Linked DNA regions of Capsicum annuum: region 1 is linked to region 2. Evidence: chromatin contacts called from public Hi-C data. All regions are on one chromosome and are shown on one strand. The core of a region is the stretch at or near the end of the contact, and the rest is flanking DNA. Distances in the headings are between cores, read along the strand shown. Region 1 has its middle 32 kb from the start of LOC124887215. Region 2 has its middle 4.5 kb from the start of TRNAT-UGU.

The links. A called contact is a pair of places that touch in the nucleus more often than the background predicts.
Region 1: a contact with region 2 is called in a Hi-C map of placenta, with 5 times the contacts expected there. The contact joins two enhancer-like sites. A contact is called at or near these places in 4 of 5 Hi-C or Micro-C datasets (bud, leaf, pericarp and 1 more).

The regions. Positions count from the first base shown.
Region 1 is chr9:200,568,333-200,572,666 of UCD10Xv1.1, forward strand. No RefSeq gene overlaps it. Among protein-coding and RNA genes, the nearest start is that of LOC124887215, 32 kb to the left of the region's middle. Within about 2 kb of position 2,044, at least 1 of the 5 cell types and tissues checked has an H3K27ac peak or open chromatin away from gene starts, as enhancers often do. A contact at or near this core is called in pericarp, where this site is marked.
Region 2 is chr9:200,527,571-200,531,982 of UCD10Xv1.1, forward strand. No RefSeq gene overlaps it. Among protein-coding and RNA genes, the nearest start is that of TRNAT-UGU, 4.5 kb to the left of the region's middle. Within about 2 kb of position 1,726, at least 1 of the 5 cell types and tissues checked has an H3K27ac peak or open chromatin away from gene starts, as enhancers often do. A contact at or near this core is called in pericarp, where this site is marked.

The sequences.
Region 1 (4,334 bases), core at 794-3,293, 41 kb after region 2:
TAATAAACAATAAACTATGATAGTATTACAAGCAGGGACCATAATACTATGGCTAGTCAACGACGAACACCACAATAAGTTTCAACCTTAGAGACGCAAGACAATACTCCTACATAATTGACCTTCTATCCTCGAAATGCAAAACAAAAATTGAAGTTTAAATTTAGTATAGATTTCATAAACAAATATTGATTTCAAATCATAACTTGAAACTAGGGTCTCAACACCTATGGATAAGTACATATTAAAAATAGGATTGAAATTCGTGAATTTATAGGGCCAGAAGTTGAATACATACATTTTGCGCGTATTTATATCAATGAGTACAATATGTTTTTAAAATAGTCATTTTAACTATAGATAAAGAGAACATAAAACATTTATTATTTATTAAAAGAGGATTTAATAAGTAAATCTATAGTCGATTTTAAAAGTCTAAATATTAGAAAAATTAACACAGAAGTATATTATTATGTACATACATAGTTCAAATAAGAAAAATATCTTGACCGGATAAATTTCTAATATTAGGACATCTGACATAATTTAAATAAAAACCATACAATAATCAAAATGAAGTTGATTTTATAATCTTAACTATTAAAACTATAATTAAATTACAAATTTCTCGTATATGTCTTTCTTTTGGAGGGTAAAAGAGTTGCTAGCATATGGTGTTAGAAGTTTTGTACTTCTATAATAGTAATACAAGATAATATCCCTTTAGGTATCCAATAAAAGAAAGGGTAAAAAGGTCATTAAATGAATATTTTATATTTTTCAAAATTTTGTTATTAAAAAGAATTCTACATAAGCAAAAATTAGTTAAAAATAAATAAAAGAGGTTGAGTGACTTTTTGAGTAAAACATCTAAAGTTGGGTGACTTTCTGAGTAAAGTTTAAAGTTAAGTGACTTTATAGGATAAAAATCCAAAGTGGAATTAAGTTATTAACTCCTAATATAATTAACCAATTTCCATGTAGTAGGAATTTTATATTAAAAGATCATTTTGGAAAAAACGACCTTTTATATTTATGTTTTATTAGGGTTCCTTGGCTTCTGAAGAGTGCAGAAGGCATAATTAACCACATAAAATTAGGGGTGAAGCTAAAGCTTTGATTACGAATTTGGCAGAATTCAGCAGTTTTAATTCAAATTATGTATTTGTGTTTAAAATTTTACTTAATATGTATAAATAATTTATTAAGAACTCAATAAATAATTTTTTCTATAATTAAAAACTTATAAACTCAAAATCATAACTCCACTTATTCACAAGCTTGATTTCTTTTACCACTTAAATTTTTAAATGAGAAGATCACATATGTAAGCATAATATTAAAATCACAGAGATCCCGAGTTCGCATCTCACCACCCAACCCATGCATTATGAGGAAAAATTTTCACATAATTAACCCTATAAGGATTAAATTCACACGTGAAGGGCGTACTGAAGGCAAAATTAAGTAAATAAATATATAATTTTCCTAATAACTTAAGTTTTTAAATGACGTACTTTTTTCACAATATTTCATTATTATCTTTTATATAGTATATCCTTTAAAAACAAAAAGCAAGATTTTTATACATGGAGAAAAAAGAGAGGGAAAAAATCAGCCATGGTAGTTGATAAACATAGATATAGGCACAAGACAATGTCCTTTCTTCTTCAAGTCTGTATACCCATTATTCTCTCTTTCTACTTTCTGCATTTCTTGAAGTTGTCTTGAGCAACCTTCACTTCCCTACAATATGACCAATAACCAAAAATTATGAGAATATTAAAAAATCCATATACTATTATATGGGTAATATCCATATTATTCATCACTCGATCTATTTTTTTTATCCCCTTAAATAAGATGTCAGAAAAAATCTGTATAAATCCTTGTTCATTTGGTTAAATTTTTTGAAAAAATATTTTCTCTAAGAAACAAGTTCTGTGGAAATGAGGAAATATATGACTTCCCTAGTAAAAGTCGAAAAACAAGTTCCACACATTATTTCTGATGATTGTACTGTATATATCTTCCTCATCCAATCATCGTTCAACACACCTCACCTTCACCCATCCCCATCACCTCACTCCCTACCTATCTGCCCTCACCTCTCATAGTATTTATCCAAATTATACATAAATACTTTAAAAATAATATTTGTTCTTACATATTGAACATTTTATGTTTTTATGTCTAGCACGTTTTTAACCTGCCCAAATCAGATTGGACTAAATATATAAAAGAACCTGTTAAAAAAATTAAATAGAACTCTTAAAAAGTACATTACCAGAAAATTGCCAGTGCTATTTTCTTTTCTTCTATAATTGATCTCCATCTGCCTAAAATTGCTTACCTATTAATAATCACCCAAGATATCAGTAGAAGTAGATGTTGAACACATAATAATATCCCTAGCCTACCTCTTGGGTTTTGGTCGACAGAATTATTGAGTAAATTAGCAAGTGTCGTAGGTAAACTGATGTACACAGATAAGTATACTGCTGAGATGGAACGGATATCATTTGCAAGGGTTTTAGTAGAGGCAGACATTAGGCACACATTACCAACGTAGGTGGAACTCAGCACTCCAATGGAACCATATAACAAGTCATTACATACGATTGGATCCCAAAATTCTGCAGTGATTGTAATAGCTTTGGTCATACAGTCGCTGAATGTCCTCATAAGAAGGTACCTGAGATAGCAGAGCAGGCCAACCCTCCACCACAACAGGGGAGAAGGAGGAGGAACCGCAGACGTTGGAGGATTATTCAGACATGGGAAGTCAAAGAAGCTGATAAGACTAACCCTAAGCAGGCCCAAGTACCAGAAATTACAAGGACTGAAAATCAAGTGGTAGAGCAATTTGAGTTCGAGAAAATACTAAAAACTGGTAAGAATGCTAACCAGGTGGTTCCTACTGCTATTATGGTGGAGAATATGGAGAAATCAAGGAAAGGAAAGAAAATATCAGGGGAGCAAACTGAGACTAATGATCGAGGTGGAGATCAGTTTTAACCCCATGATCGTTTGTTCCTGGAATATCAGAGGGCTTAATAAGCCCTTCAAACAGAAGGAGTTGAAGCTCTTTCTGAAAAAGAATAAAGTGGAGATAATGGGTATCATTGAAACTAGAGTGAGGAGTCACAATGCTACAAAAGTGAAAACAAATATAGCTAGAGATTGGAATGCTCAGTTTAACTATAATCATGCTATAAATGGGAGAATCTGGCTTATCTGGCAAAAGCACATTCAGATGCAGATACTACAAATAGGGAATCAGTTTATGCATTGTATGGCAACTAATACAAACACATTATTCGCATGTATGCTGACTATAGTGTATGCCAGTAATGAATTGATGGAACGACAGGAGTTATGGAAGGAACTTATAGCCAGGGAAGTCAGATAAAGTCTGAGTGGCTGGTTTGTGGAGATTTTAATAATATGTTGAGATCAGGAGATAGAATTGGTAATCCAGTCACTCAGGCTGAAGTGCATGGATTTTAGGATATGGTAGAAGCAAATAAACTCACTCCTTTGAGAAGCATAGGATGCCACTTCACATGGTGTAATAAGAAGGCAATAGAATCCAGAATTTATAGGAAAATTGACTGGGCTTTTGGGAACTATTGTTGGTTACAAAGACAAGGGCACATCAAGACTAACTACATGGTTCCAGGGGTATCTGATCACTCACCAATTATGATCAACTGCAACTCACAAATACCTAGGGCACTACATCCAAAACCTTTTAAACTATACTCTACTGTGATGAGTCACCCCGAGTTGAAAAGTAAGGTTAAAGAGGTTTGGACTAAGAGAGTAACTGGGGATCCAATGCAGGTTATTTGGAAAAAACTGAAGGCAGTGACAAGTTCTATTAAAGAGTTGAACAATCATCTTACAGCATACCAGTAACACTTAGAGACTGCCAGGACAACATTAGAAGTAGTACAAATAAAATTTATAGTGGGTCAAGCAAATGACCAACTTTATGAGCAAGAGAAGAGAACATTGATAGAAATGGAGAAATAGAGCAGAATAGAAGAATATGTAATGAGACAAAAACCCAGAGCTTCTTGGATACAGAGTGGTGATTCCAATACAAGATATTTTCATGCACAATGAAAAATGAGAACAAGTAACAACACCATCACATTTGTATATAACGAGAATGGGGTCAAGTTAACAATACCTGAGGACATTGAAGCGGAGTTTATTTCATTCTTCTCAAACCTGATGGGGAAGGAAGGAAAGATGCATCCTTTCCCTAATGCTGAGGTAGTTCAGGAGAGCTACTGTCTTACTAGGGAGCAGCAGATGTGCTTGAT
Region 2 (4,412 bases), core at 476-2,975:
TAATAATATAATAATTGAAAGAAAAATGTGAAAAGACGATTTTGTCTATTACAAAATATTTTAATGAAGAGTAAAAAATTCGAATCACTTTTTTAAAGGTTTTCATACTTTTAATATATTATAGATACAGATATAGATTATAGATTCATCATAATTATTCCAATTATTTTGATAAATAGATACTTTTAAGGCTGCTGATTATAAATAAGCTATTGTATCCTAACTAAATAAAATCGAGTTTCGGCGATGTATGATCATCACATTTACAAAAATAATGGAAAAATGATCAAAAATATTCTTCTACTATGTGCAAAAGTTAATTTATACCTTCTGTTAAATATTTCGTCTACTATTGCCACTAGCGAATTTAGAATTTTTGTTCAGGGGGTTCGATGAAAATTACATTATAAAGCAAAGTGGACACCCGCTAAATTTTAACCTTCCTTATCATGCCTCTTTAACATTTCTTCTCAGTTTTACTTTGTGAGTCCTTCTTAAATAATACCGTGCCTTTTTCTTACTTTCACTATAAAGTTATATTTTATTTCAAAAAAAAATTCCTTCAAATTAATCCCCTACCAAAAAATGAGGTTCTTAAAAATGTGCAAGTATTGAATTATTTATATTATAATATATAATTAGTACTTAATAAAAAATAAAAATAAAAATAAAAATTACTGAATGACATCAATATTAATATGTTGAATGATAAAATATAATTTAAAAGAACGAACTATGTAATTCGATCAAATAATCTATAAAAGTTGACAAATTCAAAATTTTCTATATTATGTAAAATTAGTCAAATATATGAAACTATTTTGAACAAACGTGACATAAAACGCATAAAAAGAGATACACATAATATGTTGTTGTTGTCTTTTTTTTTTTTTGGGGGTGGGGTGGGGGGTGGGGGAGGGATTTGATAATTAATTTGAAAGTTATATAAATCTAGCTATTACTTTAAACTAATACTAAAAGCATGAAAAAATTATATGTATTGAAATATTTTTCATTCCAACTATATAAAATTTTTGAACAAAATATTTTAGGCTCAATATTTATACTTGAAAAAACAATAAATAAATAATTTTTAAGTAAATAATAAACATACATAAATGAATTAAATGAGCTAATTAATTTCTGTTAATCAAGGCTCAATTGTCAGAGTGAAAAAAGCCAAAGCCCAACTACTCATTAACATATAAAGGAATGAGAAGGAGAAAAAGTTTTCAAAAAACTACCAATCAACCCCACAACTTAAAGCACTGAAATGAATTCCCCTTGACCATTGAGCCATATATTTCAGTTATATTGAGGGGTTCATTAAAACCATTATATCTATATAATTTAAATTTGACCTTATATATATAATGTAATTTTTCGGTTGAGGGGGTTCGGGTGAACTCCCTCACCGCCACGTAGATTCACCCCTGACCATTGCTCCTGACGCTACAAAATTGATGTAAAAATACCCCTTCTCCATGTAGGCACTCCAACATGACAAACACCGGCCCAAGTGGCCTTATATTTCGCTGAGATAAATATCACGTGACATGTAAACTCACCGCCCCAACTACCGTTTAATGAGAGAACAAGGAATGGTGAAATAAAAACAAGACAAACAGACATATAGTTTCTTGACCGGTAAAGGTGAAACCAATATGGATCATAAGAGATCCTTGCCTTGTGATAAAGGGGATATTGTTTAATAGTAACATTAATTAATTGTAATTAACCAATCTTTTGATTGTAAAGGACCAAGCAGATTAGTGGTCCTTTACATATTCATCATGATTAGTCCAATAATTAGGCATCAAAGGACATTAGATTCTACAAGATTTTATGTTCATTCTTAAGTCTATTATTGTTAAGTTTGCTTGAACTTTTTGTTTCTTATGGAAAGATATTGTACCAAAAAGATTGTCATGAATTTCCGCTGAAAGATATATTATAAATGTCTTTGTACATGAATTGATTGATATTTAAAAAACTAGTATTACTATTCGAAGTTAAGTTGAAAAAGGATATCACGTTGAAGATTGGTATATATGAATATGAAAACATAGTTTAAATAGCTCTATTAAACCCCACTAAAACCTATCTTTCAAATTCTATATTTCAAATTTGAAGTTGAAATAATAAATCAATTTGATAAATAAGTACTTATTCAAAATTAATAATCTTCAAATATTATTCATATTTTTTGGAATAATTAAGATCTATGGACAAACGGGTAGTAACATCTCTTAAGATTGTTCACGGGTATACATAGCGAAAATTGGGAAAAGTTGCTTATGAAAAAGGATTTTAAATTAATAAGTTAATTTGCTTTAAACTAGGTGTTAGCTATTGCCTAGATCAAGTGAATGTGATACTTGGAAAATGACAAGCTGAACATGATAAGAAATTTTATTTTGAGTCTCTAATCGCACATCCTACGAAAATTATCATTCCCTACCAACTATTATTATTTCCAAAACTTATATATCTAATAAAAGTAACTCCTAATTTATTTTGTGAATATAGAAAATATTTCAAAATAATTTATTTTCATGAAAATAACTTGCATCGTACACAAGACACCTAAAAATTACGTCAATATAACCCTACATGACATGTAACCAGGGGCGGACCCACATTGATTCAAGCGGGTTTAGTTTGAACCCGCTTCATCATATTTTTTTTTTTCATTTTACGTGTATTAATTTTCTGAACAAATGTATATGTACATAAAATGAACTCACTTTTTTAGTAAAAAGGTGCAGCTCAATGGTAGAAGATGGTTCAATTAGACAAAAGGTTGGGGGTCAAAACTTATTGGGGGCGCTTTTATATTTTACCCTCCACTTTTTTAGACTCTAGTGCGTCCTCCAGATATTAATTATAGTTTGCAGTGAAGTAGTAATGAATTATTAGTTTAGTTTTTCTTTAATATATTATTTGAAATTGGTTTAAATTGTTGATAATAATTTAGGTTAATATATTAACTTATTTGTTATTATGCCTAATTTAAATTATTTTATAATATACAAAGCTGATTATTTTTTTCGGTTAGTGTGTCTTTGTTATTTTCTTGTTTTATTTATGATTTTAATTTCAAAATTGCTATATTTTTTTTAATATTATTTGTAATATTAATATTTAAAATTTTATATTGAAGATATGTGAAAAATTTCAATTTTATAATTAGATTAATGATATAGTATTTGTTAGGAAATTATATTATTTTTTTTATTTACTCTTTTCAAAATTGCTATATTTTTTTAATATTATTTGTAATATTAATATTTAACATTTTATACTGAAGCTATGTGAAAAATTTCAACTTTATAATTAGATTAATGATAAAGTATTTGTTAGAAAATTATATTATTTTGTTTATTTACTTTTTCTTTTTAAATTGAACACCATCTCAAAACAATATTTTCAAAAGTATTAGGGGAGCATATATTTTAGAATAAAATATCACCTCAAAATAATTTCTCTAGGGGTATTATGAGAATAGAAAAATGATAATTATTATTAGTTATCCACTACTAAAAAAGTTGCAAAAAGCGGCAAAAAAAAAAAAAAAAAGACCTCAAAATAGGTAGAAAATAAGAAACCTCAGGAGGTCGCTTTTCCCCTTAATTTATTTTTTTATTTTATTTTTAAATGAAGAGACTTCATGAAGTCGGTAAATGATAAAAAATTTCAGCAACATAATATTAGGCATTTAAGAGGTCAAAAATAAAAGGCGAAAAAGTTAGCGCCAAAAGACAATTATAAAATCGCCAAAAGACAATTATAAAATATGAAGCGAGTCAATAAAATTTTAAATATTGCGACCTCGTGAGGTCGCTACAATTTTAATAAATTAATATTTATTATTAAAAATAATGGTATGTCACTATATTAAATGTAAAGTCAAAAAATATATTTATTATCTTTTAATATTTATTATTATAATTAAAAGAATAAAACCCCAAAATTAAAACCCAGCTCTCTCAAAATTCTCTTTCAAATCGCTTCTATAAACAGTTAATTGCTGGCAGCAGCACTCTTTGAGGGCTTTCTGTTTTTCTCTTTCTGATATATACGTTGATGTTTTTGCATAAGTGCTTCTAACTTTTATATTAACCTTTTCTTATATTCAGAAAATATTCACAATATTCTCAATCATAATATACCCTGGCCTGGAGTTCCAGAGGAATTGAGTCCTGAAACATATGATCTCATTGACCGATAAGAGAATCCTTGGCTATTCTTATTAATCCCAATATAATTTTACTTAACAGTGAATACTTTGGCCAGTAGCTCGTGTGAATTTTTAAATTTATTTATTCCTAAATGAGTAATAAGTAATCTGTACGTTAGAGAGGCAGTGGAAGTTCTAATTGGTGTTGACTACAAAGACTGGTGTTTTATAT